Linked DNA regions of Mus musculus: regions 1, 2 and 3 are each linked to region 4. The links are chromatin contacts, called in public Hi-C, HiChIP or PLAC-seq and Micro-C maps. All regions are on one chromosome and are shown on one strand. The core of a region is the stretch at or near the end of the contact, and the rest is flanking DNA. Distances in the headings are between cores, read along the strand shown. Region 1 overlaps Gm36222 (a long non-coding RNA gene). Region 2 has its middle 29 kb from the start of 1700063O14Rik. Region 3 has its middle 47 kb from the start of Gm36222. Region 4 holds the start of Parm1 (prostate androgen-regulated mucin-like protein 1).

The links. A called contact is a pair of places that touch in the nucleus more often than the background predicts. HiChIP or PLAC-seq counts read pairs in DNA pulled down with a chosen protein or histone mark.
Region 1: a Micro-C map of the G1E-ER4 cell line shows a contact between it and region 4. The contact joins the enhancer-like site here to the promoter of Parm1 in region 4. A contact is called at or near these places in 6 of 39 promoter capture datasets (the HPC-7 cell line, embryonic stem cells, liver and 2 more), 9 of 484 Hi-C or Micro-C datasets (the G1E-ER4 cell line, cerebral cortex, cranial neural crest and 4 more), 7 of 115 datasets of contacts at active chromatin or transcription factors (embryonic stem cells, extraembryonic endoderm stem cells, pancreatic cancer cells and 1 more) and 3 of 9 other capture datasets (adipose tissue, embryonic stem cells and liver).
Region 2: a Hi-C map of uterus shows a contact between it and region 4, with 2.8 times the contacts expected there. The contact joins the enhancer-like site here to the promoter of Parm1 in region 4. A contact is called at or near these places in 11 of 39 promoter capture datasets (the 3T3-L1 cell line, the HPC-7 cell line, HPC-7-derived erythroid cells and 7 more), 5 of 484 Hi-C or Micro-C datasets (the G1E-ER4 cell line, the HL-1 cell line, epidermal suprabasal cells and 1 more), 4 of 115 datasets of contacts at active chromatin or transcription factors (embryonic stem cells, extraembryonic endoderm stem cells, pancreatic cancer cells and 1 more) and 4 of 9 other capture datasets (adipose tissue, embryonic stem cells, macrophages and 1 more).
Region 3: an HNF4G HiChIP or PLAC-seq map of pancreatic cancer cells shows a contact between it and region 4. The contact joins the enhancer-like site here to the promoter of Parm1 in region 4. A contact is called at or near these places in 4 of 39 promoter capture datasets (the 3T3-L1 cell line, 3T3-L1-derived adipocytes, embryonic stem cells and 1 more), 5 of 484 Hi-C or Micro-C datasets (cerebral cortex, cortical neurons, epidermal suprabasal cells and 2 more), 3 of 115 datasets of contacts at active chromatin or transcription factors (VIP interneurons, embryonic stem cells and pancreatic cancer cells) and 3 of 9 other capture datasets (adipose tissue, embryonic stem cells and liver).

Annotation. Positions count from the first base shown.
Region 1 is chr5:91,718,111-91,725,838 of GRCm38.p6, forward strand. All of the region lies in intron 3 of Gm36222 (a long non-coding RNA gene), which reads left to right. Among named protein-coding and RNA genes, the nearest start is that of Gm36222, 13 kb to the left of the region's middle. Within about 2 kb of position 3,576, at least 20 of the 459 cell types and tissues checked have an H3K27ac peak or open chromatin away from gene starts, as enhancers often do. A contact at or near this core is called in the G1E-ER4 cell line, extraembryonic endoderm stem cells and trophoblast stem cells, where this site is marked.
Region 2 is chr5:91,734,615-91,741,624 of GRCm38.p6, forward strand. It overlaps the pseudogene Trmt112-ps1. Among named protein-coding and RNA genes, the nearest start is that of 1700063O14Rik, 29 kb to the right of the region's middle. Within about 2 kb of position 5,352, at least 43 of the 459 cell types and tissues checked have an H3K27ac peak or open chromatin away from gene starts, as enhancers often do. A contact at or near this core is called in uterus, where this site is marked.
Region 3 is chr5:91,657,900-91,664,965 of GRCm38.p6, forward strand. No RefSeq gene overlaps it. Among named protein-coding and RNA genes, the nearest start is that of Gm36222, 47 kb to the right of the region's middle. Within about 2 kb of position 4,407, at least 2 of the 459 cell types and tissues checked have an H3K27ac peak or open chromatin away from gene starts, as enhancers often do. A contact at or near this core is called in pancreatic cancer cells, where this site is marked.
Region 4 is chr5:91,513,743-91,520,804 of GRCm38.p6, forward strand. It overlaps Parm1 (prostate androgen-regulated mucin-like protein 1), which reads left to right and starts at 3,958. Exons shown (of 4, transcript NM_145562.2): 1 at 3,958-4,215. The coding sequence starts at 4,173.

The DNA of each region.
Region 1 (7,728 bases), core at 2,326-4,825, 200 kb after region 4:
TGGGAGGCAGGGGCAGGCCAACCTCTGTGAGTTCCCAGCCAGCCTGGGCTACTGGGCTGTCACAGACAGGATGATGGGCAGGAAATCCTTCAAAAGAAAAACCAAAACAAAAGGGAATATCTGACTTCTATATTCTTTTGGGGTTATTGTATTAGAAAGGATCATGTCATAATTTAGTCTAGGATAGCCTATAGGAAAAGAGCATGGAGAAGCCAGATATTGGTTATAGGTTATAAAACTCCAGCACAGATGGATTCTTAACCCTCCATCAGAGTGTGTGTGTGTGTGTGTGTGTGTGTGTGTGTGTGTGTGTGTGAGAGAGAGAGAGAGAGAGAGAGAGAGAGAGAGAGAGAGAGAGATCTTAAAGTGAGAATCCCAAGAGGTAACAACAGTCTTCGTACCTTACAGGGCACCTGAAATGTAAACACACTGAACATTCCTAGGAAGGAATGTGTGCTGGTATTTATCTGCTCCTGAGACAAAACACCAAGATAAAAACCACTTACAGAAGAAAGGATTTACTTGGGTTTAAGGTTCCAGAGGGATAAGAGCTCTTGATGCAGAGTAGAGGCAGCAGGCAGCAGACATGGTGGCTGGGGCAGGAAGCTGAGAGCCATAAAGCCCACCCCCAATGATGTACTTCCTCCAACAAGGCCATACCTCATAAACTTAAACCAAAGACGGACCAAGTATTCAGACACCTGAGTCAGTGGGAGATGTTCTCATTGAAGTCACCACATAACTGATAGGTTTTGGCAGTACTGTTGTAACACCCGCTCGCTCTGCTCACAGCTGATTTGTGTTAGCACACAGGGTCCCATGTGTCAGTCTTGCACACACAGTTTTGCAGTGTTGTGTACACAGATTCTAAGGCTGGGCTTGAGTCTGCCATTTCACTTGGCAAGCTCTGTTTGACTGCTCTGTTTCAGCTTTCCTAGATACAAAACGACAAACAATAAAAACATACATGTTTGCAGTTACAGGAGCTAAATAATTCAATCTGTGGAAGGAAATAGTGTTCTATCCATGACTTTCACTGACAGTCAGTCGGAACATTACATCAACATTTCAACCCTGGCCTGAGTATAGAGACACACACACCTGGGAGGCAGGTATATCTCTGTGAGTTCAGGGCCAGCTTAGACTACACGATGAGTTTCAGGACAGTCTGGGCTATAGTAAGGAGACCTTGTCTCAAAGAAACAGAAAAATAAAAAAAAATAAAATAAAATAAAATCAACCATGAGGGAAAGAGGAGAATGTTGCCATTGTCAAGTAATCTTGTTCAAATTGGCCCAGCAGTGGTGGCGGTGCATTTCTGGCTACCTGCCCCAATGTTCTGAGTTCCTGAATGAAAGACACACACACACACACACACACACACACACACACCCTTATATTTTAATACGTCTTAAATAGCTCAATGGTTGGGCCTCTCCCAAACCTCCACATAGCTAACACCTCCCCTCCGATAATCCCTGAGTTATTATTTACTAAAGTCTATATTCTATCATTATTGTCCTAGACCCAGTTTGGGGGGGGGGGGGTCTGGAGCTGTTCTTCACCATCTCTTACATGTGGACTATCTCTCTGTCCTGTCTTCTCAGCATGGTTGTTACTCCTTTCCCAGCATATCAGTTCTCTCTCTCTCTCTCTCTCTCTCTCTCTCTCTCTCTCTCTCTCTCTTTCTCTCTCTCTCTCTCCCTGTCGCTTGTCTGGGCATCCTAAAAGTCCCACCTCTGTCTCCCTAGGCATTGGCCACCTGCCAACTTTACTTACCAATCAGAACCAACTGGGGACAGGGTCTCTCAGTGTTTTACCTGTAGATGCGCAGATTCCTGTATAATTTGGGGGACCGAATTAACATAAGTTGCATTAGACCAATTCCACAGCAGGAGAAAGTCAGGCTGAATTTTCACAGTAGAAAATGGGCACTACATAGGCCTTCATTGTAATTTCTCCAAGAAGAGAACTAGCCTACAGCTTGAGGATGCAGAGGGTGCCTGGAGGTCGGCACTGTGTTCTGTGTAAATGGAATCATCTGTGAGCATAAGAGTCCATTAATATCTGTCTACTCACTGTGAGTTACCACCCAGAAACACCCAATATGCTCAATCTCACTTAAATATTCACAAAATGTGCATTTTGAGGGTTGAGATTTTTATTTTATTGTCAACTTATGTTAACAGAGAATGAGTTCCTTCTGGGGTCTATATGAAGTAGATGAGTCAGTAGAAAGAAACAATCACATACATCCATGAGTGGCTTTCCCTGCTGGATTCAGCCATTAGGGGTGTCAACAGGGCCTTAGTTTTAGGGAAGGAGAGCATTTGATTTAACCACTCACAGCGCTTTCAAGTTATCATAACATTCAAGATGGTTTGCCTTTGCACCTACATCTACAAACATTGGAAACCAGAGAACAAGGACCATGTGCACGATACAACTGATGGAAGCCCCATCGATCAACTATGGGATTCTACCTTCAGAACATAAAAAGGTCTAAGGCTTTTGCCCAGGCTGGACCTCAGCAAAACTCATGTAACTTCCGCCTTCTGAGTTCTGGCCAACACTAAGGAGCTATGTGTCCCCTACCTGTGTCTCTTTGGATTTGTTTCCATCATCATCACCCTCCTTCCCTGTCATGAAGTAGGAAGGCAATATTCCCTATTGCGGTCCGCCCAAATCCACTTTGCTTTGCTTTACTTTGTCAGGATAGGCGGTTCCCAATTATACCCTTCCCCCGTGAGGGCTACAAGACGCTGGAAGGCTTGCCCTCTCAGTGTTACCTGAAGTTTTAGGATAAAGGCCTGAGCTCTGGGATTCCCAGCAACGTCGACTCAGCCACACACTTTCAATATACCAGTGAGAGGTATGAGTGAAAAGTAGGAAAGGAAATTGGCCATGTTAAAGGAGAGACCACCAAAGGGGCCTACTGACCCCTAGTCTATCTGGGGCTCTAAGATAAGGCTTAGGTTTGAAAGAGGATCATGAAGTCAAACAGAACCAGCCACGGGAGACTGCTCATTGTTGAATCATCTTTCGTCTAGTCTTTCTTGCTAAGTGGTCAGATATGCTGTGAAATTCCTTTGGGGGGGGGGGACAAATGCAATTCTTTGACAAGCACAAAGGCTCCCTCCTTTCCTGTCTCCCAACATGGTGTTCCTAGGAAAGTGTCAATTTGGGGGTGTCCATTGTTTCCATGGTCCAGTGGCATAAAGGACAGGAACAAGTGTCTCTTTGGAATGTCTCCAGCCCTGACTGCGCAGATACCACACCAGCACCCATAATACCAGCACTGCCTTTCCCTGGACATCTACGTGCAGCTCCACATGCCTTCTTCTCCACATTTACATTTTCATTGACCCGCCTCCCTCAGTTCATCTGGTGGCAGAGGTGTGGCTACTTTCTGCAGTTTCTATCTCTGTGGTAGAGGTGTGGCTACTTTCTGCAGTTTCTATCTCTGTGGTAGAGGTGTGGCTACTTTCTGCAGTTTCTATCTCTGTGGTAGAGGTGTGGCTACTTTCTGCAGTTTCTATCTCTGTGGCAGAGGTGTGGCTACTTCCTGCAGTTTCTATCTCTGTGGCAGAGGTGTGGCTACTTCCTGCAGTTACTATCTCTGTGATACTTGCCCACTCTCCTGCTGCTTTCTCCTCTTCCAATTCCAAATGGCAGACTCTCTCCTTTGAAATATCTCATGATTTTCTGCCTTTTTCTCCGCTACCTTATATCTCATCTAAAGGACTTCGTGAATGGAACCAACCACGTGAAATGAAATTCATTCGCTATCATTCTCCCTAACCTTATCTATGCCATCCTTTTCTACACGAATGCACAAGCAAGCCTGCAAAAGTGTTGATTTCTTAATCATGTTGTTCACTGAGAATGGCTTACATACAGACTGGCCGTTTTGAAAGGCTTTGGCAGTGTCTTGTTTTCTTTTGTTTTGTTTTATGAAAGAAGTGTTTACTGTCTGTAGATGTTTGGGACCAGATTAAATGCTGGCAAGAGAAATGGCTGTAAGGATGACATGAGATGATGTCCTTGCCCTCATAGATCTGTAGAGGAATGAGGGCAAACCAGTGTGTACAAATTAATAAGGAAAATACATGAAAGCATAGTATGAATGGAGTTAGTGATACAATCGTAAATACATTTAGAGATGAGAAACAGAAAAGGCTCCAAGGGTCAAAGTATCTAGGGAGGATTTCACATGAAAACGTAAGCAGCTTTTAGAATACTTGAATGTGGGAAAAAGGAAGAGACTGAGAGCTTCTAGACTCAAGAAAAACCACTCAAGAAAACAGCCTGAGCAAACCGACAAAAATGGCATATTAGACTTCGGTATGCACACCCACTGATTCCAGCTAATGTGAGCTCACCACTGTGCAGATGCCCCTGGGTCTGCTACTACTGAGAATCCATATCACAGTGAATTTATCAACAGACAAAGCAACTGGAATCCCATATGCCACTTACAGAGACGCTCTGACTATCAAGTTAAGGGTCCCTGAACTGTGGTAAGTTAGAAGCACAGCAGATAACGCTCTTGCTAACAGCTGGGGATTTGATATTTGAGATCAATATCAGGGAAATTCTTTTGATTGGCTTAGAGGTTTACCCATCTCTCTGAAATGACCCACATGTCAATTCCAATCCAAACACAATTGCTCGGTAGAGAAACCTCCTAGAATTAACCATAGAGTCAAAGCTGTGTAAAGCATGGCAGACACTCATAAGGACGAAAACAGACACTAAGCAGTTTTCTGCCTCTGGAAGCCTGTTACAGCTCAGTACTGTTCATGGATTGGACTTTTGGAAAATTACCCAAGGAACCAAGTAGATTATGGGACAGCTTTCACTAAGAACTTCTGTAAATCAGTAAATTCAAGTGGGGACAGAACTCCTTCCAATTACAAATGAGACAATAATCAATCATAGAATTAAGTCCTGGCCTTCTCATAAAAGCAACTACCCTCTTCCCTACCCCCAATTTACAATAATGTAGTCCACATGGAACAAGTCAGCGTGTGTCTGAGAACCAAATCCTATACTGTCTTTCCCAGCACAGAAAGCCAATTGTTCCCCTCCAGGGTCTGTCAGGATCGCATTACTGCTGTGAAGTATTAAAAAGGGCCCTGAGCTCAGGCCTCCTGCTGAAAAGTTAAGTTGTCAGTTGTTAGGCAGAAAATCAATCAGAAACGCATTTGAAACAAACGTGTGCCTGGACTGACACCAGGCTTGGGGAAAAAAAAAATCGACCAAGAGACAGAAAAATACTAATGAGTGCAGATACCCACACCAATTTAGACAAGGTGGATCAATTTATTTAGACACATCTACTAAATGAAAATATGCTGGTGTCACATCTCAGATTTACATCCAATTACAGACAAAGCACTTATAAATGTTTTCCAAAGTGTTCTGGTGCCCTGTCCTGTGATACAATCCAGGATCTCCAAAACTGTTCAGGATTAGTTTATGTGTCTCACATTCCTACCCCGAGGCCTTGCCATAGGTACACAGACACACAGGCCCCACAGTCTGGATTGTTCATCATGCATTTATAACAGGTACTTAGGGACAGGGTTTTTTTTATGTTTTTGTTTGTTTGTTTGTTTGTTTGTTTGTTTAGCTAAATGGCACTCACTCCTCACTTGAGACCAGAAGGAAATAGAAGCCAGAGTAACAGCCTGGCATCTCTTCCTGCATTTTGTACCTGCCTTAGGTCAGATTCTCCTTGTAGGCATGTTGATCGCTCAGTTTCATGCCATTTAAGGCTACATTTAAACCTGCAGTTACCTTGGATTTGAGGAACATCTAGTCCCCTTCCCCCTTATAGGAAATTATCCCTGAGAGTGAGGCTGTAGCACTGGATAGGAGAACTTCTCAAGCATAAAGGATTTCACTGAACCTCCTCGTAGAACAGGAGCTGAGCCAATGATAGAACAGCGGATACCCTGACCAGGACAGCTTAGTCCTATGTACTTCTTGTTCTCCTGCCCCAGGTCTTCCTCTACTGAAACCTAAAATGTTGTGTCAGTACCCCAAAATGGACTTGGGTCACTAGAGCCACAGTCTCTTCTTTCTTATGTAACCACTTTGATTAATCTCTTTTTTCTGCTTTTAACCGTTGCCTGCTCTTTCACTGGCTTTTGCCCTAAAGCTGCAGTTGCAAATTCAACAAGAGAACCCAGGATGAAGGCTTCATTGGAGACCTCTGTCACCCCAGCGAGTTGGCCCTAGGAGGACAGGGAAAATGGAAGAGTCTCAAGCATCTTTTGTAATCACCCAAGGGAATTTTTTTTTTTACTTAAAAAATATTTATGTATCTAATGTATAGAAGAGATCTGTCTACATGTATGTCTTAGCACTAAAGCATACAGTGCTCATGGAGGAACTGGGGTTACAGATGGTCTGTGAGCTGCCGTGTGGGGGCTGGGAATCAAACTCAGGGCATCTCACGAACAGCCAATGCTCTTAGCAGCTGAACCATCTCTCCAGTCTCTGAGTTTACTTTTTTTTTTTTTAATTGAAATTAGCTTTTTTTTAATACAAATTGTTCTGATCATGGTATCCCCTCCCCTAACTCTTCCAGTATCCTCCCCATTTCCCTACTCTTTCAAATCCACACTTTCTTTCTCTTTTGTTGTGAACGTTTGTGAACCCCAAAAGACCACCAAGGAACCGATTCTTATGCAATCGCATTAGGGTCTCTTTATTAGAAGCCCAAACTTGGGCCCCCCTGTCAACCGTGACACAGCAGGATGGGAAGGTGGAGCCCCCAGCCCAGCTTCAGACAAGCATTAATAGAGACAAGAAGTGGTATCTAGCCTGATACACACCTGATTGGGGGGCCATTATGACCTTTAACATTATTGGCTGGTGCTGGGGCCCAAAACATAAACTTAACTTCTGCTTTCCTCCTGATTGGTGATTGCTAGGAAGTGAAGTGTCAGGGGCGGGCTTGTAACCTGGGGGTTCAGACTTATAGGGGAACAACCTGCAAACTGGTGCTAGGTTCTGGCCTGTTAGTTAATGTGAGTTTAACCTAAGGTCAGGTTCTCTAAGATGGAGTCTGAACCCAAAAGATCTGGTCTCTGACTTACTCATTAGAAAACACTCAAGAATATAAAATTAAATTAAGTTAATAAAATAAAAAAACCAGACTCAGACAAAACAAGCAGAAAAGAGTCAAAGAAAAAGCACAAGAAATGCAAACAGAGGTACGTAAACACACAGACTTGCACACAGAAATTCCATTGAAGACATATAATCAGAAGTCATAACATGAAAACAAAAGACTGGAAAAGAATAAAAGGTCCAGAAAAAGCATTATGAGACCTGAGCCTGTACCCCCCCACCCCAGAAAAAAAAAATCCTCCAAAATTGTCATTGAGTTTGCTTTGTGTTAGCCATCTATTGCTGGGCATAGGGCCTGCCCTAAAGTGGGGTTTATATACAGTGAGACTCCACTGGAAAAAAACCTAATTTTCACTTTGTGGGTGGTTATCAGTTAGAGATAGCTTCTGGGTTAGGGATGGGGCTCACTCTTGTTCCAAGGATTTTTTTTTCTTACGCTTTCATGTTGGCCTGTTAGCTGCTTTCTACCACTATTTAGTAGAGTAGAGAAACAAATGTTCAGACAAAGTGGGCCCTGAGTTCTGACCTTCGTTAAGTTTTCTGTGACCGGTACAATCTGAACCTCACCGTCTATTTCCAGGTCAG
Region 2 (7,010 bases), core at 4,102-6,601, 220 kb after region 4:
AGCAGTAGGAAGTTCATACCTGGAGCATATAAGATCCCAGCCATGTGTTCTTGGCTAGATTTACAATACCAGACATAGGCTTCTTGTTGTAGAGCAAGCCTTAAATCTAATCAGAATATGATTCATTTCTCAACCCCCAAATATCCATGTACCCATGAGCCTATCTTATCACACTGGACATTATTGTAGCAGAATTCACAGTTGGGTAAGCAGCCTGCATGGTATCTTCCAAAGCTAGTCAACAAGGAAGAAGATTTCTGGACAGTATCACCTTGATTTCTCTGTCTTTATACAACAGTCTATCCTGTCTTCAATAATCGGGTCAGACCATCAAGTTCTGGTGGGAAACCAGGAGCAATGAAGACAGCTTCTGTTGTTGTGGGGAGCTTCAGGACACTCTGAAGCAATTAATTACTCAAGGAACGGTAGCCCACTCCTGGCACTGGACCTTTATTTAGCAACCGATTGCTTCTGGGAGAAGCATCATCCCCTGTGTAGGGTGACTTTAATTAAACTCCTTTATATGGTGTGTGGGAGTAGAGGTGGGAGTGTGGGTATGGGTGTTAGGGTGTGGGTGTGAGGGGGGTGTAGCTTATAAAATAGTAAGTTTCCATAAAACACATATTTATTCATTTTTGATCTGTTCAATTTATTAGGTTTCCTTCAGAAATTTAAGATCCTTTAATTTTTTTACTATGTATACATAGTTGATGTAATTGCTTTTTAAGGGCACTCTTTGCTACTATAAGGAAATTTTCTAAGTTAACTAAGTTCAACATATTTAAATATAACACATACTAGGGCTGGAGAGGTTGCTCAGGGGTTAAGAATGCATTACTGCTCTTACAGAAGACCTGAGTTCAGTTCCCGGCACCCACGTTAGGCAGCTCACAACCATCTGTAATTCCAGCTCCGGGGGATCCAATACTTCCAGCCTTTAAGGCAGTTACACTCACTTGTGTCCACTTACCAACACCTCCATACACATAATTTAATTTTTTAATGTAAATAACTTTTAAAAATAAAGTAAATGCTAGGCCCTCTTTAAAATCAATGATATTTATAAATATAGTAAAATATGCATTTCAGCTTAAAATCATAATTCAGACTGTTGCTGATTTACGTTTCAAATTCAGACCCCAAGGCGAGTGGGTCTTTAAATCCAAATGTGTACCTGTTACATTAAACAGAAAAATGTTACTATTTTAGATTAAGTCATTATCACTAAGATGTATCGGTGTTTCCCCTTTGTGGAAGATGTTTTGTGCTCCTCAATAAAGAAGCTGGAGCTTGTCATCCCTAGTTAGTTCCGCAGTGACAAGCTTGGAATAGTAAGGCAGCTTATTAAGCAGTGACTGTGGCTAGGCCTGGTCTCAGATCTCAGCAGACAAGATGAACCACACGGAGGCACTCTGCATTGGGACCTCCAAGTCCATGGTACCAGATAAGTTGGTATTAAGACTCCCTGAATTTTAGACTCGTGTTTTCTGCTTCTTCAATGTGATTTGGGTCTCCAGTATCCACAGCAAGCCTGAGGCAGCACTTGATTGGATTTAACTAATGCAGTTACTGCCTGGTCCTATTCTGAACACTCTTTATGCTCTTGCTGTAGGCTCCCACTACAAATGTTATAGATATTTTAATGACATCTGATTGAATTTTCCATATTTCTCATCTTTGGCTCTCCAGGCCCCAGACAGCATCTTAGTAATAACAACAAAGATTCACACACATCTGCTCATTATTATTGGACTCTCTTGGAATACATATTTGCCTTCCAACTCTCTTCATCCTTCAAAATAATTTTCACCCCCATTCATATTGCTAAACCTAATATTGTTGTTGGTAAACTTTATCCTATTCCTAAAACACTTGATTTTTTTTTCATTATAAAGACAGTATGAGCTTTCCTAGGTTCGAAAATTTGACCTCTATCCCCAAACTTTCCTGCAAACCTCAGTCAATTGTGACATTACCAGAGAGCTGACACACTATTAAAATTGTCTTCCTTGAGTCTTTATAGGATAACTTTTAAAATTTAGAATTTCAGATTTCAAGACAGTCAGAAAATGTGCCAATAATTCCCAAGCCCAGCACCAAGGTTCCTTAAGCCTTATCATTTATCATATTGCCTTTATCATACACAGATGTGTAAACTGCTTCTGCAACCTTTGACAGCAGGTTTCAGACTATGCCTTTAGCTTTGCATTCTTCAGTTATCATGTCTAAAATCCAAAACATATCATAAGCAGGAATTTAACAAGATCAATGAGATTTCATTACAACCACCAGTGCCCGTGTGACCTTTTTTGTCTCGACCCAGAGTGAAAACTAACCAAATATTTCTCTAGCCAAGAAGCAAAGACCTAGACAAGTTATTGGAACATTTATAAGGGAATTGATTAATGGTCTCGAAACCATAATCTCTGAGCTGTGTGATAACAGCTAGATCTCCTCACTCCAGGCTGCTCACTTAGACACTCACTCCATGGCTGTGCTCAGTTTCCTGAGACTAGACTTACTGGGAATGTCATGATCTCCATCCCAGTGTCAAGGCACACAGGAGTGGCTTCCCATCTTCTCATCTGTCACCTTCCCCAGTGTAAAACATACAGCTAGCTCCCTCAATGCCTTGGAAATTTCAATCCCTCCTCTTGGCCATCTCTTCCCTTGTGAAGATTCCCTTTGCTTTCTAGCCTAGCAGTCTTCAAAGTGAGTTATTTTCACAGCATTTTCTTCTTGAACTCTTTTAAAGACTCGCCAGTTTGAGGAAACAAAGAAAAAGAATGAACCTAATATCAACGCTCCCATTTCTCCTCATCTCTGAACCTAAAACTCAATCACATCTATTCCAGACAACCAGGAAAGTAGAAGCCTATCAGACAGTGAAGACTTTATTATTATTATTATTATTATTATTATTTTGGTTTTGAACCTTTAATGAGAAAAAAATACTATGGAGCTCAAGTACACGGTGGTCGGCGAGTCACTGGGGGGACTTTGGGGGTCACACATGACACGTCTATTTAACAGACCGTACAACAGAAACACACAGTCAACAAAATACCAAAGTGGCGGCTAGCAAGGTTACGTCTCAGTCTCCTCATCATTCAACAGCATATTGGGGATCCCGCGGCTGATGGGGAAAAGACGACCAGATTCTGGGCATTGCAGGGTGCCCTCCAGTACATCAACCTCAAGCAACACGTGGTGCATCTTCCTCAAAAATGTCTCGTCGTGCTCATAGCCTTCAGTCGGCTCTTTGGGTACCTCAGCCAAGTTTAAGGTGTCCGCTGCCTGCACAAGCGCCGCCCACTCCACTTTGGGGATCATCCGCGCCATGAACTCCGGGTTGAACTCCACGGGGTTGATGCGGACCTCAGTGGCCTGCAGGCGTAGCGGGAAGCCACGCGTGCCCACGCCCCGCACATGGGAGCTTAGGAGATTGTGGATGAGCAGTTTCATGTTGTCACAGCAGAGCGCGTGAGGCCGGAACCGGCTATTATTATTATTATTATTATTATTACTATTGTTTTATGTATATGAGTACACTATAGCTGTCTTCAGACACACCAGAAGAGGGCATCGTATCCTGTTACAGATGGTTGTGAGCCACCATGTGGTTACTGGGAATTGAACTCAGGACCTCTGGAAGAGCAGTCAATTCACTTAACCTCTGAGCCATCTCTCCTTAAAATGTATGCCTTGACACCATTTGAATTAGATCATTCAAGACAATGAGTAATTGCCAAAAGGGGGGGAGGGCACATTCATTTAAAGTAAAATAAAATTATAGAAAAGAGACTATTAGAGATGTAGTAGAGTAAGAAGAAATGCAACTGAGTTGCCACACAGAATATTTAGGGGCTATGACTATCTACCACATGGGGATCATATCAAGGAAATCAGCTTTCAGCTCGGTGCTCAGTGCTCAGTACTCAGTGCTCAGGCTTCATACAAACATGGGGAAGTCCTAGATGATCCTGCTGGGGGTAGGAAGGCAGGACCCATGCACAAAAGGATTTCTGTGTCACTGTGATGTGTCACACGCATCTGGACATAGCAAAGGTTATAGAAAACAGGACGTGGAGGTCTTTGTGCTCATGGATAAGCACTAGGGGAACCAGGAAGGTTAAACACACGGGGTTGTCCATTCAAAGAATAGGATGCATAAACTGTAATGTGCCAGAAGATGCATGTGGACATGGCAATGTCCTTTGTGCTATCTGTGTGGCTGAGACCACACCACATCCTCCCCCAGCCTCTTACCATGAGCTTGTCAATGCATAAAACCCATCTTTATGGAAGGTGTCATAGTTACTTTACCAAGAGTTTTGATGCAGTCATGTCTTAGGCTTTATTGTGCACATGGAATTGAGTTAATTATTACCAGGAATATTTTTACCAAATTGTGCTGTGCTTAAATATGCCTAAAATAAACTATTCAAAGTCAGTCTCCTGAGGTTTGAACTAACACTAGCTACTTAGACATATTGAACAAAAATGTTTCCTCTTCTCTTGAGGATCATTAATCTGCTTCCATAGCAGTTGCAGACACACATAGTTAATCTGAACATTATTTACCATCTAATTCATGAAACATTTCTCTTTGATAAATATCAATGTATCTCCTCTACTGAAAAACAATCTACTTTAAGAAAATAATAGAGCTCAATAGAAAGATAATTAAAGAGATGCTAGAAACATATATATATACACACACACGTGTGTGTGTAGATATACTACCAGTTAAAAACAATTTTTACTTATCTCATTTTTACATGGACTAATTTAAGAAATCACTTTATTTCCTCCATGAGATTTGTGACTCTTAGTATATACCTAAGCTCAGCTCAGCTCAGTGTTCTGTGTGAATATCATCACAGAAGAGTGCTGTGCGGCTGGCTCAGTGCCCGGGCTGAAACGTCTACCATCCAGTCAAGATGGAAGGGAAGTGAGAATTAGAAAGTATTCCCTCCTCTTCCCTTGAACCATCCATCTTTCTAGTCCAAGGAGGCGCACGCCTACATCCTCTGTTCAAAGACAAGAAACCCCCTTGCCCTAGCCTTGCATCGCTGAGAGCTGAGAGCAGAATCCCTCCCTCCCACACCACATCTGCCTCCTAACAGCACTGCCCTTGCAGGAATCAGTACAACAGGCCTGCTAATTCCAAAGTGCAAATGTCTCCCCAACGTTAGAACAGTCAGAGCCTTGTATCTATGCCCATCGGATTTTCTTTTCAGTTTTATATTGTTGTTGAGCGCATGTTGCTTGTTTAACTTTGCATGCACGACTGCACCTAGTCACACACCTGATTCTGACCTTGATTTAGTGTCCCTCTGTACAGACACGGCAGGTCTAAGAGTAAACCTCACCCAAATGGGAATCTCGCCAAGGCCTGAGGAATCTCACTGTTTGCATTCCACCGGTGTGTTGAAAGGAGGACGTTAAAAAGTTGAAACTTTGCAGAAGAAATATACTGGCGTAAGTATTGACTGGTTGTTTCTGTTTGATGGTATCATAGCTCCCACCCCTGATCCGAAAGGCAAAGCCCCTACTCTTCAAGATAAGGCAACACTCATTTCACGAGTCTAAGGAGGAAGGGTTTGGGCTAGGCTACTATGAATTTGATTTTCTTGTTCACTGTTCTTGTACATACATCAGCCCTCTCCCTCTTCTATAAGCAAAGTCTATTCAAAGTCCATTCCTCCTGCCAAGGGTCAGGGTCAGGTTACGACACAGATGGCATTTACCCAGAGAACAGAAGCTCTTGTCAGTCATTGATTCTCTCTCCCTTGTCATGACGTCCCTGAGGGAGGATTCTCTTCCAGGGCTTAAAAATAATAATAATTAATTAAAAGGCTCAAGCCAAGCTCCTTACCCTGGATATCTGGAAATGAGGTAAACGGAATAAGGAAAGTGACCTTAGACTTTTTATTATAGAGTACTTGAAATAAGTTTTGTCCAGTGAAAGGCGGGGGGAATGCACCCATCTTCGCTTCTTCACAGCCTTAGCCTGCAGAACCATCAAGGAGGAAGGACACAGAGTTAGAGCTTTATGTCAAAGGTAGCCCAGTTTCTTTCCTTTTAGGAGCTGCCATCAGCAGCACAGAGTAGCGTTCCCTCTTAACCCTTTCTTCCCCAGCTACCCTCAAAACCAGGAAGAGAAGATTTATGCCGTAAACTGTGAAATCCAGAATGTGAACATGGCCCATGAGCACGCCACTTCTTCAGGCCCCTTCTCAGCCCAGGTAGCAAACAAGGAGATGGGACCCTCCTAGGCAGAGACAGGGAATTTACCTTCCGGTGTTACCATGAACTGTGTTCACCAAAATGTAACCCCAATTTCCCATCATACATTCTTCAGGATCTCAACCACCTGGCCTCCAGGAAGGGTCGCTTCAAGGACAGAGACCTGAAGGTGGAAAGTCCCTCCTTTTGCTGACATGGAGTTCTACCAACCACAGAATACGCTGTAACAGGCCCTACTGTGTAGCAGGTGGAGGTCCTCAGGTATACATCATGGCACACACGACATGCCTCATCTCCAAGTACGAAGCTTTTCCATGGAATGCCAAGCACCTTTACAATGTAAACAGATGCAAGGGAACGTATATTAGTCTCGATCAACACTAGGAAGAGTAGAAAGTGTGCGTAAAACTATGATTGTCTTTAAATGGAGACGTACATCTCAAAAATAAACATTTTAGTCTGCCTTTGAAAGGCCCTGCCAGGTCGTGGTGGCACGCGCCTTTAATCCCAGCACTTGGGAGGCAGAGGCAGGTGGATTTCTGAGTTCGAGGCCAGTCTGGTCTACAAAGTGAGTTCTGGGACAGCCAGGGCTATACAGAGAAACCGTGTCTCAGAAAAAAAAAGAAAGAAAGAAAGAAAGAAAGAAAGAAAGAAAGAAAGAAAGAAAGAAAGGAGGGAGGGAGGGAGGGAGGGAGGGAGGGAGGGAGGGAGGGAGGGAGGGAGGGAGGGAGGGAGGGAGGGAAGGAAGGAAGGAAGGA
Region 3 (7,066 bases), core at 3,157-5,656, 140 kb after region 4:
GTGAGCTGTCAGCTTACCAAAGTCTCCTAAGGACCCAGGAGCCCCCGTCTAAGATAAGACTACATCTGTGACATCATTGAAGAGAGTGTTGTTCAGGCATTGTGTCAACAATTCCTACTTTAAAAGACCATGAGGCCCACACTTCTCCGAGAGTTGCATATATTATTAACCCCCAAGTTTCCTTATAATCTACAGGAAGTTGACTTTTATCTTTAGTTACCATACAAAATGTCCAATGTGTACACATGTAACTGGAACACACTTTAAGATGGATAGATTTTGCATGGTTTGAATGTATCTCCTGACTAGGTGGGCCACAAGAGTGCTCTCTGGGGGGATTTCAGCTGTGTGGCTTTGGATGTGCCAGTGACATCAGTCTATCCTGATGATGTCAATCCATCATGTCAGCCTTTCTGGGCTGCAGTTCGTGGAACTGCCCAAATTCAAATGTCAAGTGATCGTATTAAGATGTGGAAGCTTTCGATCTTCAATCACAACATAAAGAATAGAAAGCCCACATACACACATACACGTGGAAGCTGAACAACACTATACTCAATGATAAGTTGGTAAAGGAAGAAATAAAGAAAGAAATTAAAGACATTTTAGTGATTAATGAAAATGAAGCCACAACATACCCAAACTTATGTGACACAGTGAAATCAGTCCTAAGAGGAAAACTTATAGCTTTGAGTGCCTCCAAAAAGAAACTGGAGAGAGCATATACTAGCAGCTTGACAGCACACCTAAAAGCTCTAGAGCAAAAGGAAGCAAATTCACCCAATAGGAATAGACAGCAGGAAATAATCAAACTCGGGGCTGAAATCAACCAAATGGAAATAAAAAGAACTATACAAAGAATCAACCAAACAAGGAGCTGGTTCTTTGATAAGATCAACAAAATAGATAAACCCTTAGCCATACTTACTAGAGGAAACAGGGACAGTATCCTAGTTATCAAAATCAGAAATGAAAAGGGAGACATAACAACAGAATCCGAGGAAATCAAAAATATATATATATATCAGATCCTACTACAAAAGCCTATACTCAACAAAACTGGGAAACCTGGATGAAATGGACAAATTTCTAGACAGATACCAGGTACCAAAGTTAAATCAAGATCAGATTAACTATCTAAACAGTTCCATATACGCTTAAGAAATAGAAACAGTCATTAATAGTCTCCCAACCAAAAAAAAAAAAAAAAAAAGCCTAGGACCAGATGGATTTAGAGCAAAGTTCTATCAGACCTTCAAAGAATACCTAATATCAATACTCATTAAACTATTCCACAAAATAGAAACAGAAGGTACTCTATCCAATTTGTTCTATGAGCCACAATTACTCCAATACCTAGACCACACAAAGACCCAACAAAGAAAGAGAACTTCAGGCCAATTCCCCTTATGAATATCGATGCAAAAATACTCAATAAAATTCTTACAAACCGAATTCAAGAACATATCAAAATGATCATCCATCATGATCAAGTAGGCTTCACCCCAGGGATGCAGGGATGGTTTAATATATGGAAATCCATCAACGTAATCCACTATATAAACAAACTCAAAGACAATAACCACAAGATCATCTCATTAGATGCTGAGAAAACATTTGACAAGATCCAACACCCATTCATAATAAAAAGTCTTGGAAAGATCTGGAATTCAAGGCCCATACCTAAACATAATAAAAGCAACATACAGCAAACCAGTAGCCAACATCAAACTAAATGAAGACAAAATTGAATCAATCCCACTAAAATCAGGGACTAGACAAGGCTGTCCACTCTCTCCCTACCTTTCAATATAATACTTCAAGTCCTAGTAGAGCAATTAGACAACAAAAGGAGATCAAAGGGATATAAATTGGCAAGGAAGAAGTCAAAATATCACAAGTTGCAGATGATATGATAGTATATAAAGGTGACCCTAAAAATTCCACCAGAGAACTCCTAAACCTGATAAACAGCTTCAGTGAAGTAGCTGGATATAAAATTAACTCAAGCAAATCAATGACCTTTCTCTACACAAAGGAGAAACAGACTGAGAAAGAAATTAGAGAAACAACGCCCTTCACAATAGTCACAAATTATATAAAATACCTTGCTGTGACTCTAAGGAAGTAAAAGATCTGTATGATAAGAACTTCAAGTCTCTGAAGAAAAAATTGAAGAAGATCTCAGAAGATGGAAAGATCTCCCATGCCCATGGATCATAATATAGGATTAATTAATTAATTAATTTATATTATAATTTATAATTATAATAATATAATTAATTAATAAAATGGCTATCTTGCCAAAAGCAATCTATAGATTCAATGCAATCCCCATCAAAATTCCAACTCAATTCTTCACTGAGTTAGAAAGGGCAATTTGCAAATTCATATGGAATAACAAAAAACCTAGGATAACAAAAACTCTTCTCAACAATAAAAGAACCTCCGGTGGAGTCACCATCCCTGACCTCAAGCTGTACTACAGAGCAATTGTGATAAAAATTGCTTGGTACTGGTACAATGACAGACAGGTAGATCAATGGAATAGAATTGAAGACCCAGAAATGAACCCACACACCTATGGTCACTTAATCTTTGATAAAGGAGCTAAAAACCATCCAGTGGAAAAATGACACCATTTTCATCAAATGACACTGGCTCAAGTGGTGGTCAGCATATAGAATAATTTGAATTGATCCATTCTTATCTCCTTGTACAAAGCTCAAGTCCAAGTGGATCAAAGACCTCCACAAAAAACCAGAAACACTGAAACTTAGAGGAAAAAGTGGGGAAGAGCATCAAACATATGGTCACAGGGGGGTCAATTCCTGAACAGAACACCAGTGGCTTGTTCTGTAAGATCAAGAATTAACAAGTAAACCTCATAAAATTGCAAAGCTTCTGTAAGGCAAAGGACACTGTCAATAAGACCAACCAACAGATTGGGAAAAGATCTTTACCAATCCTAAATTCAATAGAGGGCTAAGATCCAATATATACAAAGAACCCAAGAAATTAGACTCCAGAAAACCAAATAACCTATTGAAAAATGGGGTACAGAACTAAACAAAAAATTCTCAACTGAGTAATACCAAATGGCTGAGAAGCACCTAAAAAAATGTTCAACATCCTTATTCATCAGGGAAATGAAAATCAAAACAACCCTGAGATTCCACCTCACACCAGTCAGAATGGCTGAGATCAAAAACTCAGGTGACAGCAGATGCTGGCGAGGATGTGGAGAAAGAGGAACACTCCTCCATTGCTGGTGGGATTGCAAGCTAGTACAACCACTCTGGAAATCAGTTTGGCAGTTCCTCATTAAATTAAACATAGTACTACCTGAGGATCCCGCAATACCTCTCCTGGGCATATAACCAGAAGATGCTCCAACTTGTAATAAGGACACATGCTCCACTACGTTCATAGCAGCTTTATTTATAATAGCCAGGAGCTGGAAAGAACCCAGATGTCCCTCAATAAAGGAAAGGATACAGAAAATGTAGTACACAGTGGAGTACTATGCAGCTATTTAAAGCAATGAATTTATGAAATTCTTAGACAAGTGGATATATCTGGAGGATATCATCCTGAGTGAGGTAACCCAATCACAAAATAACACACATGTTTATGCACTCACTGATAAGTGGATATTAGACCATAAACTCAGCATATCAAAGATACAATTTGCAAAACACATGAAACTCAAGAAGAAGAAAGACCAAAGTGTGTATACTTCAATTCTTCTTAGAAGGGGGAACAAAATACCCATGGAAGGAATTACAGAGACAAAGTGTGGAGCAGAGATTGAAGAAATGACTATCCAGAGACTGTCCCACCTGGGGATCCATCCTATAAACAAACACCAAAACCAGACACTATTGTGGATGCCAACAAGAGCTTGCTGACAGGAGCCTGATATAGCTGTCTCCTGAGAGGCTCTGGCAGTACCTGACAAATACAGAAGTGGATGCTCACAGCCATCCATTGGACGAAGCACAGGGTCCCCAATAAAGGAGCTAAAGAAAGTACCCAAGGAGCTGAAGGAGTTTGCAGCCCCCTAGGAGGAACAATATGATCTAACCAGTAACCCCAGAGCTCCCTGGCACTAAACCACCAATCAAAGAAAACACTTGGTGGGACTCATGGCTCCAGCTGCATATGTAGCAGAGGATAGCCTAGTAGGTCATCAATGGGAGGAGAGGCCCTTGGTCCTGTAATGGTTCTATGCCCCAGTATAGTGGAATGCCAGGGCCAGGAAGCGGGAGTGGGTGGGTTGGTGAGCAGGGAGAGGAGGGAAGGGATAGGGGGTCTTTGGAGGAGGAAACTAGGATAGGGGATAACATTTGAAATGTAAATAAAGAAAAAAAGAAAGATGTGGCAGCTTTAGGAAGTGACTAACCCAGAAAGCAGCCCAATAATGAGGTCAAAGTACTTTTAAAAGAGACTTCACACAGCACGGGGTTACCTTCTAAGCATGAAGACACAATAAAAATGTCCCAATCATACCAAATGCTGGTACCCAGACCCAACTTTCCAGACTCCAGGGGTATGAGAAATCCTGTCACAAAACAAAACAAAACAAAACAAAAACAAAAACAAAAACAAAAACAAAAACAAAGAGAAAGATCAAGAGATGTTCTGACTTTATGTTTGCTCCTCTTCTGACTTCTGGCTTCCTCTGCCATCTATGAATGTTAAACATATTTTCTCAATCCCTTAGGACACATGCCCACCTGTGGCAATTAAGTAGCAGCCAGATTAGAGGAACAGAGTCTCTGTAGAGAGAGATATTGCCATTGGCACATTCAAAATCAAGGAGGGTTGTTTTCTGAGAAAGTAGAAACAAAACAAAAAAAATTAAAAGCTTAGAAAGAAAAAAGAAAACCATGAGAGAGTAAAAATATCCAATTTCAAGCCAGCAGTTGTTCTAAGTATAAACACTATTATAATCTGACTGCCCCTCCCCCCAGCATAGCTGTAGCCATTTTGTCCCATGCCTGCCAGCTATTCCATATTGTTGCTGTAACAGGCCTGCCAGTCATTGACACAGAGAGGTGACTTGGCTCAGAGTAAACATGCTGACCACGCACCCTGTTTTGTTCTGAATGTTCTGTATGAGGTTTGCTAATCTTAAGGAACTGCATAATTTCTTAAAATAAAGCTTTATGTAGGACCCATCAAATCAAAGGTCAATATGAACTGTTATGTCTAAAATATCTTGACTCAGAGCTGACCACTGGGCAGCACTTCCTGAACCTGTATGTGCATTTGTGGTGAGTTTTGTGGATAACTCTAAACTATGTCCCTAGTCTGACCAGTAGTAGGGTATGTGTTCAATAAACTATTCTTGCTTAACTGAATTCAGTGTTTATATGGCTTATGTGGTGATTCCTGAACCCCAACAAATACCAAGTGAGTAAGGAACACATGGAAAAAACTATCAGTGACTAACATCATAAGAAGGACTAAGCTGAGGGGCTGGAGATGTGGCTGAGTTGTCAAAGTCCTTCCTGTGCAAGTAAGAAGACCCAAGTTCAGATCTGCAGGACCCATGTAAAAAAGTCAGGCAAAGGCAGAGGCAGAAGCAGAAGCAGGCAAATCCCCAGACCTCACTGGCCAACTAGTCTAGCCAAAAAGTGAGTTCTGGGTTTACTAAGAGGCCATGCCTTGCAGGGGGAGAAGAAGGGGAGGCAAGAATAACTAAGTAAGACATGCAACATGGACTGCTGACCTACACACGCACACATGCATGCATGTACACCCCCAACACAGGCACACACAAAGACATATACACATATAAATACCATAGCCCCCACACAAAAATAAATGACTATCCACATAATACCAGAGACACTGAAACTTGTAGAGGAGAAAGTAGGGAAAAGCCTCGAAGATATGAGTACAGAGGAAAACTTCCTGAATAGAACAGCAACGGCTTGTGCTGTAAGATCGAGAATAGACAAATGGGACCCCATAAAATTGCAAAGCTTCTGCAAGGCAAAAGACACAGTCAATAAGACAAAAAGGTCACCAACAGATTGGGAAAGGATCTTTACCTATCCTAAATCAGATAGGGGACTAATATCCAATATATTAAAAGAATTCAAGAAGGTGGACTCCAGAAAATCAAATAACCCCATTAAAAAATGGGGCTCAGAGCTAAACAAAGAATTCTCACCTGAGGAATACTGAATGGCTGAGAAGCACCTGAAAAAAAATGTTCAACATCCTTATTCATCAGGGAAATGAAAATCAAAACAACCCTGAGATTCCACCTCACACCAGTCAGAATGGCTAAGATCAAAAATTCAGGTGACAGCAGATGCTGGCATGGATGTGGAGAAAGAGGAATACTCCTCCATTGTTGGTGGGATTGCAGGCTTGTACAACCACTCTGGAAATCAGCCTGGCAGTTCCTCAGAAAATTGGACATAGTACTACCAGAGGATTCTGCAATACCTCTCCTGGGCATATATCCAGAAGATGTTCCAACCGGTAAGAAGGACACATGCTCCACTATGTTCATAGCAGCCTTATTTATAATAGCCAGAAGCTGGAAAGAACCCAGATGCCCCTCAACAGAGGAATGGATACAGAAAATGTGGTACATCTACACAATGGAGTACTACTCAGCTATTAAAAAGAATGAATTTATGAAATTCCTAGCCAAATGGATGGACCTGGAGGGCATCATCCTGAGTGAGGTAACCCAATCACAAAAGAACTCACACAATATGTACTCACTGATGAGTGGATATTAGCCCAGAAACTTAGAATACCCAAGATATAAGATACAATTTGCTAAACACATGAAACTCAAGAAGAATGAAGACCAAAGTGTGGACACTTTGCCCGTTCTTAGAATTGTGAACAAAACACCCATGGAAGGAGTTATAGAGACACAGTTTGGAGCTGAGACGAAAGGATGAACCATCTAGAGACTGCCATATCCAGGGATCCATCCCATAATCAGCCTCCAAACGCTGACACCATTGCATACACTAGCAAGATTTTGCTGAAAGAACCCTGATATAGCTGTCTCTTGTGAGACTATGCCGGG
Region 4 (7,062 bases), core at 2,708-5,207:
AATCGCCAACAACGTTTCAAATGCCCCGACACATGCTGCTGCCATCTTGTGTTGTGTGTTTATGTGAAGGATGTTTTCATCTTTGAAAGAAGGGTTTCAGAAGGAGAAGGGGTGGCGAGTCAGGGAAATAGGAGGTGACAAGGACTAAAATCCACTGTGTGAATGCATGAGACTGTCAGAGAAAGAGCAATAAGTGAATTACAAGATACTGGTCCTCTCAGAAATGCTAGGGGTGCTCTGTAACCAGCAGAACCAATGTTCAGTGATGGTTCGTTATAGAACCAGCTAAACAAACACACCTGAAGTGGGAATTTCTGGTTTTGTTGGAGACTCAGTTGTGTCATGTGACATTTTTCTGGAGACTGTCTTATGAGAGGAGATTTTGCTGAAGCAGACATATGAACAGACACGTGGTGTTTTTCTAGATGCTGCCTGGTGAAAAAGCATGTGATGTTTGGAAAGAGTATAACTTGTCATGACTTTGTAGAGAGAAATACAGCAAAGAACTTCTGGTGGTATTCCACTATTTTGTCACTGCTGTGGACTGGTGCTGGTTGGTGAAGGCTCAGAGTTTCCTCTGAATCGGAGCTGCTACTGCTGATTCGTGTTTGGTGTTTTGCTGGTAGACTGGACTACTGACAATAAAGATTGGAATCACCTCAAAGAACTACTTCTAAACAGGTCCACAACCCCTGTTTCCTAGTAACCTTTCTTTTTTCTCTACCTCTGGTGGGTGGTGGGCTGGAAGGGAGGTGGTTGAAGTGTTAGAGAACTATAATTAAAGTAGGTTTTGAAAAATCTAAGCCTACAAACCTGTGCCATTTCTATGCTACCTTGCTTTCATCTATAACAAACAGCAAAACTATATTTAACCAGAGAATTGTTTTTAATAAATATATTCATGGATTATGATTAGTAAATGTTTGATTTATGTTATATATGTGGGGTCACATAAAACTTTCTTTGGAAGAAAAAAAAAGAATTTTGAGCCATGCTATAGACAAAGTAATATAGTGTCACTTCTTAGCATAACGTTTAAATGGTGCACCTAATCTTTTCCCTTCTCTCCTCCCCATCTTACTAAGTATGTGAGCAGATGTTCATATACTGGTATAACACAGGGTCCCTGACAAGCCTGTCACTAACCTGACTTAGTAACCTGGAGCTGCAGGAAACTTGGATGATAAATTACCTGTTACTGCCTATCGTTTACTTGTTTCAGCAGTAGAACTTAGTCTACCCCGGATATTACAAAAAATCTATTTCCACAGCCAACCTTAAGGTCTAGTGAACAGCAAACATGCTTTGATTAAATTGATCAATTTAAGTTTTAATTAGCCACCAAAATGAACGATTTTAATAAAAGAAATTATTTCAGCTCAATTCCAATACAATTAAAATCCTTGGCAATCATAACCGGTTAGCATGTGGGAATCAGCCAAGCATCACCACAGCAAGGTTAGAGGGCACAGGCTTTGCACACTAGAGAGAAGTTTGTTGTATTTCAAATGGGTAAATTTTTCTGTAATGTCATCTTCAAAAACCTTTAGATCTGCCAGAGTCACTAACTTAAATCAGTTTGTATAAAGAGACCAGTGACCTTAGATGAAATGCTTGACAGTGGGGAGAGAGAACTTGTAGAGCCCACCTCCAACAGAAAGACTGGCCATCAAGTAAAGAATGGAATTGCTATCCCACAGTCAAAACTCTGACCCATAATTGTTTCTGTCTGAAAGAACTGCAGGGATGGAAATGGAGAGGAGCCTGAGGAAAAGAAGGTCCATTGACAGGCCTAAAATGGGATCCAGCTCAGGGGGAGGTCCCAAGGCCTGGCACTACTAAGACTATGGAGTGCTCACAAAAAGGGACCTATTATGAGTGCCCTCTGAAAGGCGCACCAAGCAGCTAAAAGAGTCAGATGCAGATATTTGCATCCAACCAATGGACAGAAGCTGCTGACCCCTATGGTTGAATTAGGGAAAGCCTGGAAGAAGTTGAGAAGGAGGGCGACCCTGTAGGAAGACCAGCAGTCTCAACTAACCTGGACCCCTGAGATCTCTCAGACACTGGACCACCAACTAGGCAGCATACATGAGCTGATATGAGGGACCCAACATGTATACAGCAGAGGACTGTATGCACCTAACTCTCAAGAGACTGGAGGCCCCAGGGAGTTTAGAGATCTGGTGGAGGGGAGGGGGAGGTGGTGACATCCTCCTGGAGACAGGGGGATGGGGAGGAGGTATGGGATGGGGCACAGTCAGAGGGTGGGCTGGGAGGGGAATAAAAAAAATTAAATAAACTTTTTTTTTAAAAATTAAAAAGAAGAGCACCAGCCTTAAAGAGTGTCACTACCAAGCTCTATCCATGTGTGGTTGCAGACTCTGTGACAAGCAAAGCCCAGATGTCCACAAGCTTCCTAATCACACAGGTTGGCTAGACACGGGAAGGACATGAGGCCAGAAGGCTTCCGGGAATGTGTTTAAGACTCTGCGTCTGCCAGTTCTTCTAACCAGGGAAGCAGGAGAGGCAGTTCAGCTTTTGCTTGCAGTATCGTTTGCTTCCTATACCGACAGGAATCAGTACATGTATAGAGAAGAAGGACAATTATGAGCCCAGTGTAGTCTATTGCGAAAGTACTGCCAAGATCTGGGAGTGGTGCTGGCGAGGTGAGGCTGAGAATTGGCCTGGCTGCTGCTAAAGTGATGAACCCAGGCTGAGAGAGAGCGGGTCCTGTTACAAGATGGAAGACGACACACCAAACGACAGGAAAACAGTTCTGCAGAGCTGCTGAGGGCACCAAATGTTCCAATGCCTTAGGAAGGGTCCCTTTTCTCTTACAACTGTCAGCTCTAGTGACCAGGGGCCACCAGGTTCAGACTGCACCAAGCTGAAGGATGTGGCATGCAGCCCGTATGAGGACTATGAATGTCTGAGGTGCAGGGGGCGCAAAAAGAATGAAATGAAAGGCCAGGTCTGACTCCACTTTGGAGAAGCCCTGATCTTTGGGGAGGCATTCAATATGGAGAAGGAGCCCCCGGTGAAAAAGATCTGATTACCCTTCCCTAACTATAAGGCCTGGGCAAGCACTTAAACTTAAAGTTACTTCCTACCCAGAAAATGAGGATACTTGCCTGTATGAGGATACTACGGGAAGTAAATGACTTGGGTAGTATGTGAATGTACATTGTCCAACACATAGCCTATTGCCATTTCTCAGAAATTATTGTTATCTGTTATTATTGTTTATTAGCACTAATTATTATTACATAAAACTTATTTTATTATTATTATTACATTGTTTTCATAGGCCTGATGTACAAACAATTCTTACAAACTATATGAACATGACACATTCCTTAATTTCTAATGCCTTTGATTTCTTACCTGGGAAATAGTAAGGTTTATGTCTCTGGGTTAGTAGAAGGAACTTTAGCATAGTAACTAATCAGACGGCTGGTTCAGTTATCTGGGGATCATATATATCACCTGATAGTGGTATTTCTTCTGGCTAGGAAGTTGAATAGGCACCAGGAAGTGCGGTGAGAGTTTAATGTACACAGAAGGCTGTTTGCAGAAATGAAGGGAAAAGGTCTTCATCCCATACTTGGAAAGAAATGTGTTGATTCTCTGAGGTGACCTCGAGGTCGCCTCTCTAAGGGTAAGGAGTTTTCATAAGCGACCTAACGGCAGGGACCCACTCACACTTTGTTTTGCCTTAGCTTCCAGGACAGTGCAAAGCTCCCTGAGCTGTGGCTGAATCCACTAAAAGCTCAAGTCTAGCTCCCGCTGTCCAGCAGAGGCCGCTCTGGGCCGGGACTCCTGGGACCTGTGCGCCAGGAGAGAGAAGGCCAGGGGGTGGCCCTGTCCTCGCAGGAGGGCCGGGTGGGAGGGGTTTGGCGACGGCGCAGGCGGGCCCTGGGCTCAGGCAGCTGGGATGGAGCAGAAGTGCGCCTGGCGCCGCAGGGCACACAGCTGACTCTCCGCGCCACCTCCACTTCGCCTTGCGCCGCCAGACACCGAAGCTGCCTGGACTCGTCGCGCCTGGCGTCCCCGCTCCTCCCGTAGCCCACCCGGTCCGAAGAGGAGCTGCCGGTGCCCCGAAGCACTTGGTCAGACCCAGGAAACTCTTCTCTAGTCGCATCCAGCTCGGTACCGAGCACCAGAGTAATATGGTCTGCAAGGTGCTCATCGCCCTCTGCATCTTCACCGCAGGTACTTGGCGCGGTCCTAGGAAGAGCGGGGCATGGGGGAGGCAGCACAGGGTCCGGCTGATGGGAAGAGGGGCGACACCAAGAAATAAGCCACCACTGGAGGGTGGTAGGTCTGCAGGGGTGTGCGCACTTAGATTTGAGGTGTGCGGTTTTGGCAGTCCTGGAAGGGAGGGACGTCTGGGTCTTTGCTGTGGCATCCTGGGCCCCCCACAAATTCGTTCTCTGTGAAACAGGTGGCCGGCTAGCTGGCGCCTTAGAACACAGAATTCCGCACGGAGAGGAAAGGTTTCTGTGGTTTCTCCTTTGCTGGGGTCTCCGGGGAGCACCTGCTACAGCCCCAGACATCACTTCTTGCCAGTGGTTTGTCCGGACGTGGGATACAGAGGCCAGGCAGGGGTCCGACAAAGCTGCTGCTAGGAGGGCTTCATCATGGAGTGCGCTCAACCCGACTGGTTAGCGCTCTGGGACTTAGAGGTCTCTGGAACTCCGGGCGTCCCTTTTACTTAGGCTCAGGGATGATGCGGCACAAACAAGTCACAGGGGCAGCGGCCCAGGTTAGGGTCAAGCTTATGATCATTGTTTGAAGATTGCAGGTCTACTGTGGCCAAGAGCCTTCCAAAACTGTGGCCCTCTGTATGAAACTAGTAACTTGGGTAAAAGTAGGATACACACCCCCTTTTGCCCCATCCGGGTCTGTCTATCTATCTCACCCGGGTCTAGGGACTACTTGCAACCACGACCTTGGGCATTCAAGCCAAGCCGACCCGCGGGCTGCAGAGATGAAACCAGGCACCACCTTCTGGAGTTGGGTACCTAGGTTTTTGTCCAGGAAGAACGTAGCCCAATAAGGACTATGGATTCGGGACTATACTCGGGGTCTGAGGGTGGGCGGGGGAGAGTAACCCAAGAGAGTAGTCCGGTCTGTTTATCCAAGAATGCCCCGAAGCCTCCTAGTACAAGCTGATTGGAGATTCAAGCTTTAGTCCGTGTGTTTCCCCTCTTGAATTGCCTGGGTTCCTGTAAATGTGCCTCCCCACCCCCACTCAAGGAAAGTCACAACTCCTTGAAAAGAAGCTAGAAGCTTCCCTGGGGCTCTCAGAGGATAAGACAGTTTATGGGAAAGTTTCCCAGCTGAGCCAATAGCCTGATGGTGTTTTCCCTACATGCTAATGTCTGAGAGAACCTTTCTGCTCCGGGATCTGCAAGGTCTGGAGACCTGCCTGCGGATCTTTCTGGAACATTCGGCTTCCGTGGCGCAGCCCTCTTGAGAGAGGAGCCCTTAGATATGAAAGTGCAATAGCCTTCTCAGCTGGATTGCTGCCAAAGGTAGTTCCCTGGTCCTCAAAGGATAGATGTTTACAAACGGATGCGGAAGGGAACCCATTCAGGAAGCCTAGAAAACATGCACTTGGCTAATGGATAGATTTTGTTTGCTGAATTGATTTTGCCCCTTTATCCATTTATTTATGTATTTATGTATGTATTTATTTATTTCCTTAATATTTTTGAACATCTCTGTTCAAAATCAAAAGCTGGCAAATCAAAAGCAAAAACGGATTAATCCTAACAAGAAGCTCGAATAAGATGATTTACTGACTAGCTGACTGACTGATTGATTGATTGATTGATTGATTGACTGATTGGCGCATGCTTGATTGGTTGATTCTCTAGTCTTACTGTTCAGCTGTTTTCTGCTGAGAGACAAGCATTGCTCAATCCCCTCCCCCAGAGCCAGGTGGCTGCTGTTTCAGAGACTGGTTGAGCAGCCCCAGCTCTGTGCCCTCCAGGCTTCTAAGTGGGAGCAGAGCCATCAGGGTCATAGGCTGCTGTGGCCGAGGAAGACTTACTGCCTCTTTTTCACTACTTATGCACATTGCTGTCCCATACAGGGAGACAAGAGGCTGAGAGCAGCTTTCTCTGAAGTTTGTGAATTTGAATGAATATTTCCGTGGACAGTTTGTTAATAAAGCTGCTTACCATAAATAGGCTGGAAAATCATGTAAAAATTATCATAAATAGCTCCTGAGAGTCTCTGCATTCCAAAGTAAAGGATTTTCAGGCTGACATATTTTTTTTCTAGAAGGCTCTGGATAACAGCAGGCACGTTCTGGCAGCTTGTAGTGGGGCTCTCATGGCAAGCTATTCACCAGAGGATGCCCCCCTCCCACCCCCACCCTGCCGCCCCTGTTTTCTTTTCTCTCCAGCGTTAGAAGATTCAGAAAGAGTTGAGCAAACCCCTGAAACTGACCGTTGATTGGGCCAGAGACAGTGTTATAGCAAGGCTTTAATTTTTAGCTTAACAGATCCTCGTTTGTATGCATAGTGTCGTCGTCCAGTGCATACAATGGGCATTTAAAGATATGCGTGCCTTATCTGCAGCCTTGACAGGAGGCAGCTCAACATTTGTCCCCTGATTTACCTTACCTGGGATATACAGGAGTACCACATGTGAATTAAAGTCCAGTCCTGAGTCTCCAAGGTTTGGCCAAAGAACTATCTACACAGGGAGGAAGGCGGGAGACTGCCATGTGACTAGTATTCTGTCCCAAAAGGCTCCTCTCTGCATTTGCTTTAGCTCACTCCACTGTCATGGCTGCCCCTTGAAGCTGGGTGACCCCATCCAAAAATAATAATAAAGGCTTAAATATATGAGGTATATAGATAGATACATTCAAATGTTTTTTTTAACACACTTAAGAAAACAAAAGAAATTCATTATGTAAGAACAAACAGTCCCCTATGTATAAGAAGCCAGTGGTCTGACTTGTCCTGCTCTGGGTCTGCACTGCTTACCCTAGCCCTGGATCAGGAAGGCAACAATGCACCCCATTCCCAGACACTCTGAAAC